Regions from separate parts of the Sus scrofa genome. Here region 1 is linked to region 2. Evidence: chromatin contacts called from public promoter capture Hi-C data. All regions are on one chromosome and are shown on one strand. Each heading gives the region's core, a stretch centred on a gene start, on an enhancer-like site or on the middle of the called end of the contact. The rest is flanking DNA. Distances are from core to core; before and after follow the strand shown. Region 1 holds the start of IMPACT (protein IMPACT). Region 2 overlaps OSBPL1A (oxysterol-binding protein-related protein 1).

What was found. Promoter capture Hi-C pulls out the DNA fragments that hold promoters and counts their contacts.
Region 1: a contact with region 2 is called in a promoter capture Hi-C map of liver, with 2.1 times the contacts expected there. The contact joins the promoter of IMPACT here to the enhancer-like site in region 2. A contact is called at or near these places in 1 of 5 promoter capture datasets (liver), 24 of 47 Hi-C or Micro-C datasets (adipose tissue, alveolar macrophages, blood and 14 more) and 2 of 2 datasets of contacts at active chromatin or transcription factors (alveolar macrophages and skeletal muscle).

The regions. Positions count from the first base shown.
Region 1 is chr6:109,234,120-109,237,766 of Sscrofa11.1, reverse strand. It overlaps IMPACT (protein IMPACT), which reads right to left and starts at 2,177. Exons shown (of 11, transcript XM_005665327.3): 1 at 2,028-2,177; 2 at 576-704. The coding sequence starts at 2,063. The region is part of intron 1 of OSBPL1A (oxysterol-binding protein-related protein 1); the gene reads left to right.
Region 2 is chr6:109,181,252-109,185,067 of Sscrofa11.1, reverse strand. All of the region lies in intron 4 of OSBPL1A (oxysterol-binding protein-related protein 1), which reads left to right. Among named protein-coding and RNA genes, the nearest start is that of IMPACT, 52 kb to the left of the region's middle. Within about 2 kb of position 2,492, at least 3 of the 83 cell types and tissues checked have an H3K27ac peak or open chromatin away from gene starts, as enhancers often do. A contact at or near this core is called in fetal liver and liver, where this site is marked.

The DNA.
Region 1 (3,647 bases), core at 928-3,427, 53 kb before region 2:
TACATTAAACAGCTAACACTTAATAGAGAACCACACACGTTTCTTTTCAAATCAGTATCAATAAAAACAAATATTGACAAAAACTCAATTTGGAATCTTTTACTTCCAATAGGCTGTCATCAAATAATAAGGATTAAAACAAAGCCACAGCTGATTTTTTTCACTTATTTACCCTCACCACAAAGGAATACCAATTAACAAAAAAACAATTCATATCTACTCTATGAACCTTCTAAATAACTAACCTATTCTTCCTCTTAAATGTTAGCCATCTTCCTCGGTTTCTTATTAAATGAACAGCATAATGAAAGGAAGAGAAACTCAAGTCTGACAATGGTACATTAAGAATGCTTAAATATATAAAAGAATTGTGATAGGAAAGATTGAGGCTATCAATAAAGTATTACTTAAGAATGATCTGAGATTTAATTACCCATATGTTTGGATCACCAGTCATCAACAAAAGCCACAACAAAAAAACACAATCCAGAATTAAGTCACACAAGAATAATCATTAGAGGAATACAACAGTAGAGTCAATACTGTAACTGGAAAATGGTTGTAGAGGAATATACCTGCAAGCAAAGTGTCCACTTGGGGTCATCTATATCGTCGCTAATTCTAATACAAAATATTTTGGCACAGTCATCAATGACACACCATTCTTCGCCATATATAGCTGCCATTGCTTCAATTTCCTCATTCTGTAAGAGGTCAATGGGGAAAAAGTCAAAGAATGCACACATACCTTATCTGTTTTTCTTACTGCTTTTTAAGGCATTTGCATTTAATATCACTAGTTTGGATGAAGGATCCCTGACTGAAAGATGTCAAACATTCTTAGCACCTGGTAGCCACCTTCTACTCTCTGGGTACCAGCCTTGCACTGTATCACTGTGCTTCTGACCACTACTGAGCCAAAATATACATGCACTCCCATACCCGGTAATGAGATTCACAAGTGAAAAGATAAACACTATCCTCTCTGCTCCACCTTCTCTTTTTAAGAAGAAACCGCCACCTCCCCATTCCCCAGTAGTATTTCTGCATATTACATTAGTTCTATACTCCTGGAACTACTTCTTTGTTTTTGTTTTGAATTTGGGCACTTGGCTGGGTGTTGTTTTGGTTTTTTGGTAATCAAATCCCCCCAAACATTTCAGAAATTACTCTTTTGGTTTCGGGTTTAAAAAAAAAAAAGAGTTCCCAGCACAGCTCAGGGGTAATGAATCTGACTAGCATCCATCAGGACGCAGGTTCAATCCCTGGCCTCCTTCAGTCGGTTAAGGTGCTGGCCTTGTCCTGAGCTGTGGTGTGGAAGCAGACTCCGCTCCAATCTGGCCTTGTTGTGGCTGTGGTGTAGGCCAGCATCTACAGTTCCCTTTGGACCCATAGCCGGGGAAATCTCCATATGCCCCAGGTGCGCGAGTGCCGCCCTAAATAAATCAATAAAAATAATTAATTAAAATAAACGTATCTAAACGTAAAAATGGGAAGCAAAGTATACACTCAACTCCATATCATCTCATTTTATCCTCATAGCCCCGTAGTAAAAGCTTTAAGAGCTCTCACTTCAGCCATGCGCTGGGGAAAGCTCAAAGCCACAAGTAGATTCAGGGGGTCCTCAGGAGACCTCAGGGTTTGTGTTATTATTGCCCGTTTTGCAAAATCAGAAACGGGGTTAGGTGGCCTGCCCAAGGTGACCCGGCGAGGACAGGGCGGGGAGCAGAAACTCGGGTTTCTGCTTCCTGGGCCCAGAGCTGCTCAGTCGCGTGCTGATGGTTGACGATAACACCATCCCAGGCAGGCCAAGCCTGCCGACGCCTGGCAGCAGCCGGCCAGAGCGCGATCGGCTGACAGCAAGCGCCAGAAATGGGACGCGGCAGAACGAACCGCGCGGCCGCCAGCCCTGGCGGTGCGGGCGAGACCCGGGGCGGCCCCGGGCAGGGGCCCCTTGGCGAAGGAGGCTCGGGACTGCGAGGCAAGGCCGAGATGAGCCTGGAGGTCGGCGCCCGCCGGGGCCTCACCTGCCTCTGGTCGCTCCCTGCGTCCCCCTCAGCCATGTGGCCCCGGGAACGGCCTGGCGGTCACCACCTGCCCAGGTCCGGAGCGCGGGGGCGGGGCGCTGCGGCTGCAAGCGGAGCGCGGGTTGCTGCGCGGCCCGACCCGGAACCGCAACCCCGACACGCAGTGGGACCCGCATCTGCTTCCGGGTTGTTGGTCAGGTTGGGCGAGGGGCTCCCCGCGCCCGGGCTTCCCACTCTGGCTTCGCGCCCGCTTGTCCTTGTCTCTTCGGCCCGGCCGTGGCGAAGCTGTTCTGCCCGAGTAGCGGCAGGAGGCCTTCTCGGCTCTGCTCCTGAAACTCGCCGGGGCTGGGGGCTTCTCGCCCCTGCCGGCCTCGGCGCCATCGGAACTCCCGCGGAGACACTGGGGACTCAGGTTCTCCGCAGTCCACAGCCCGAGACTCATCATTGCATTTCAAGGCAGGGGGTTTGGGTTTTGTTTTTACGTGTTTTAAGATATTTTGTCTGATTTGGTCAAGGGTCACTTTGATTTACCAAAAAGCAGTAGAGCAGGAGAGGGACAGAAGGCAGTTCTGAAAGCGGGCAGGAAAGCTTACCCACTCGCTGTTGTGTTGTGATTATTTTCTTTGGGGTTCTTAGACATTTCGTCTGGGAGCAACTTTTGTTCAAAACACTAGTTACTCCTGTCAACATAAAGGTCATTGTTTCACTATCCAGAAAATTTGAATAAGTTTGTGTCGTTTCAACCCTGCCCCCAACACATATAATTCCAGTACATTGGTTGGAACTTAACATTGGTCACCTTATTTGAGACTCCTAAATCAAGTCACTTAATGTCTTACTCGAGAGGCATTTTGTCCCCTCTTGCCTCACTTTCTTCACACACACAGACTCAAAATATTACAGCTTTCCTCTCTCCTGACTTCCTTAATCATGGGCATGTTTTATTTACCTGTTAAAATACTCCTCTAAGTGGACGGTACCTGTAAAGAATTCCACCCAAGTTACTTTGAAGGGATCTTCATATAAGCCTTGTGGATTTATTAATTCAACAGCTATTTAATGGGTTCTCATTGTGCTAAACTTTGGAAATGCAGATTTCGATGTCATGCATTGCCTTTAAGAAAGACAGGGGAACAAAAGTAAATCAATATTTAAATCGACTGGAATTGCGTCCTGTTAGAAGCACAGAGAAGGGCCATCTGTTTAAAATTTTATCAGGCTTTGTGTTCCCAAGAATGTTTGAACGGAGTTACAGAAGAACGGGTAGAGGTTAGCTAATTGAAGAAGGAAGGAGATTGTTTGAGATGGAGAAAAAAATATTGATAGAGAAACTGGCCCATTTAAGTAACTTCATGCATTTCATTGCTTCTGACATCACAGCTGTCAACTTCCTCTTGTCACATGGCTTGCATAATCCCTTCATGATTATCTCCCTAAGTCTGCACATGTGCACTCATTTGGGTCCCAAGAGAGGGCCTGGAGGACTTTAGCCCATTGTCATGTCTATAACATTCCCTCCCTTCAATTTTTTGGTTGGACAGGGTATTTTTATCTTGAGCAGAAAGCATTTTAAGCCCCTCCTTCCAACCAAGTAAGGCACCATGGTACACGAACAGCCAG
Region 2 (3,816 bases), core at 1,243-3,742:
TTAGAATGCATATTATCATTTGTATTACAAAATAAAACTTAGCTGAAGCTAAGTGATTATGCCACATAGGAAACATTAAAAATTTATGTGCTCAATATCTAAGCATGATTGAATTTTGCAAAAAGTTTAATTTCTAATTGCACTCATGAAAGGCATCAAATTATTTTGTTCTGATGTGATCTTTTACCATGAAGATAAATTTAAAATATAGTAGTGAGATTTGGCGATTTGATAGAAGGATGAGTTGAACAGGAATGTGGTTTGTTACAAAGCATTCTAAATTCTTGTTCATTTAAATATTTAAAATGCAGCTCCCAGAATTGTAAGCGGGACTCATGGGCTTTTCTTGGTACATTAGCGACCCCTGGTGTTCTTTATTAAAAATTAATATACCAGAATTTTAAGATGTTTTTAGCATTTATTCCCTGTTTTTCAAGTGTAGTTCTAATTCTGATTTTTAACATCTATAATAAGTTTAAATATGAGTACAGTCAATATAGTAAATAACTGGATTGAAGTACTGACCTTTGTTCCACTTAGTATCTTCTAGCAGAGTGAGAATACATCTAAAATCGATGCTTCCAGAGTTCTCATTGTGGCTCAGCAGAATTAGAACCCAACTGATAGCCATGAAGATACAGATTTGATCCCTGGCCTCACTTAGTGGGGTAAGGATCCAGTGTTGCTGTGAGCTGCAGTGTGGGTCAAAGATGCAGCTCAGATCTGGAGTTGCTGTGGTGTAGGCCAGTGATTATAGCTCTGATTCGACCCCTAGCCTGGGAACTTCCATATGCTATAGGTGTGGCCTTAAAAAAAAAAAAAAAAAAAAAAAAGAAGAAGAAGAAGAAAAAAGAAGAAAAATCTGTGTTTCCTATGTTCTTTATCTCTCACCTGGCACCTTGAGAATACATGTCATGCTGGGGTTTAAATGAGTTTATCTGTCTTGTTCCCTAGGATACAGTTTCTCATGCGCATATATCAATGCCGGCTTATGAGTCAGGCACTGTCCAAATAATTTGACATATACTGTTTCATTTAATGGAACATGATATCCCTGAAATATAGGCATACACATCACTGAGGAAGCAGATTGAGGTGGAGGTTAGTGTGCAACAGGCTTATCCGAGTGCAGAGAGGGCACACCTGTGGAAGGATGATGGGCAGCAGCTGGAGGCAAGTCTATGCTCTCACATGGGATGCTCTCCTGAATCATCTTGCTCATCTACCATCTGTGCTAAGTCCCCCCTCCCCTTGGCTAGCACATCTAGTCTTTGGTCTTTGGAGCTTACCTGGTGGTATGACTCAGGCCCTCTACCCCAGAGGTCTCAGTCCCTAGTTATCAAGCCCTTCTCAGTCTGGGGTTGTTATACTTGGCCACTTACTGTCAAAATTGAACAAGAGAACACTGGGAGACGCTTAAGTGTATCATTTGCACACCATAGTTCTCCATGCTCCTATTGGGTATGGTCCTCCTCTATTCTGATGCTCAAGTTTAATTACCTCTGCTAAGCCGGTGACTCTTCTTGCCTGCTGGTCCTTTGACACAGGAGCCAGGTGTTCAGACATCCTTTCTCATCTGGCGTATCCATCTGAGCACTGTTCCTAGGTGTGGAATCTGCTGCCCCCAGTAGAAGCCAGCCAGGTGTGGGGCTTCCTTCTGCTTCAGGAAGTACAAGTTCTTTACTTCAGGGATAGTGTCCTGACATTACCCAGACTCCCAAACCCCTGAGGATTTACTGATGTGACAAATCCCCTGAATTGTAAGGCTTCCCACCCTGTATCATACTAAGGCTTTCAGCATTCTAGCCTCTTCTTGTTCATCTGGTTCTCTTAACATGACATCATTGATGATGTGGCCCAGGGTGACATTCTGCAAAATGCCCAAATGGCTCTGAGGCAGAACTGTGAGTGTAAATGTGTACTGTTGTCCGTGTGAATGGAGACTGTCTTGCGTTTTTTCTTCCGAATAAGGATAGAAAAGAATGCATCGGCCAGGTCAGTTACTGTATACTATGTGCCTAGGGAGTATTAACTTGCTCGAGCGAAGATATCATATTTGGCAGAGTGGCTAGAATTGGGATGTTTGGTTGAGTTAGTGGGGATCGACTGTCATCCTCCAAATTCCTTCTGGTTTTTGTCAGGGTGGTAAATTAAATGGAAATATTGTAGAGACCATCAGCTCTCCATTCTCAGGTTTTTAAAGGTGGCACTGATTTCTGTCATTCCTCCCTGTGTGGGGTATCGTTCTTTTTGTTTTGACCAGGTGCATGGTGTGCAGAAGTTCCCAGGCCAGGGATCAAACCCGGGGCCACAGAAGTGACAGTGCTGAATCCTTAACCACTAGGCCACCAGGGAACTCCCAGATACTGGTTTTTATTTATCCTGGCCAGGGTATGGGGGAGGGCAGATTTAGAGCCTCCATTTGGGTCTTTTATACTATGGACCAAAGAGACAATGTGAGCTCTGGCCAGCAACTGAACATGTGTATTCTAAGTACACATTGAGGAACTGGGGAAATGTCCTCTGGGTGTGTTTGTGGACCCAGTGCAAACTCTGAGCTTAGCCCAGGTTTCATTTATTATCCTATCCCTCTGTATGCCTGCTTTCTAACAGAGGGGCTAGATAACACTTTGAGTCTCTTGGCATCTTATACTTAATAATTTGTGAAATATGTGGGTTTTTCCCCTTCCCTCAGTATAGAGTTACCAGAGTAAATGGCCTTTGGTCCCTTTGGGGATGGTGTGAGAGATTCGTGACTGTATGTTTGCTTTGGTGTTGAGATTGTTCCCTCCCAGGATCTGGCCTTTCCTTCAATTCATAGTGTTAAGCCCAAAATTGTCTCAGGACCAGAAACTGGACAAGGTATCATGACTTTTATTGGGGCAGCTGTCTTTGGCTTCTGACCATAATTGATTGCTTTTTTTTTTTTTTTTTTTTTTAAATTGGCTTTTTAGGGCCTTACCTGTGGCATGTGGAAGTTCCCAGGCAAGGGACCCAGTTGGAGCTGTAGCTACTGGGCTACACCACAGCCACAGCAATGCCAGATCCGAGCCATGTCTGCGACCTACACCACAGTTTATGGCAATGCCAGATCCTTAACCGGATCCACTGAGCAAGGCCGGGGATCGAACCCACATTCTGATGGATCCTAGTCAGGCTCATTAACCACTGAGCTGCGATGGGAACTCCATCGTCATTGATTCCTTTTGATCATACAAATTGAGTTGTATTTGGACAGTTCCAGCAGTAAAGTCAAAACAGTGGTCCCCATTACAAATGTCACAATGCCCCAAATGCCATTGCAGAGAATTGAAAAGGGTTTTGAATAAGCAGACATATTGGATTGTAGATCATATCGGGTAATTTTGTGCCATGAGAGGACCTAGAGGATTCATTATTTACCAAAGCACTGAGAAATTGCTGGTGGGAGAGGCCCTAGAATCACTGAGAAACTTAGTAAGTTTCCTTGTCCTCCGAGGTCTGGGGCTGCCATTAGGAAATGCCGTTGCAGACCTGCTTCACTGGTAGGAGTCGGGGTGGGGGCATGTGATAGGACCTCGAAACAGTAGAGGCTTGGAGATGGCACCTAAATGTCTGAAGCCAGGTGGCTGCAATTACAGAAATTACGGAGTGAGTTCAGAGGGTCAAGGTCAGGAGGACTGACCTGCAGAGAGTCAGGGAAATGGTTAACAGAACACAGCATTCCTGAGGGCAAAGGACTTGAGCAAATGGTAGCAGATGGTACTTTCATCATCTTTTGTTTCCTTTTTATTTTTTATTTATTTTTTTTTCTGGATTCAGAAAGTACAGCTTCAT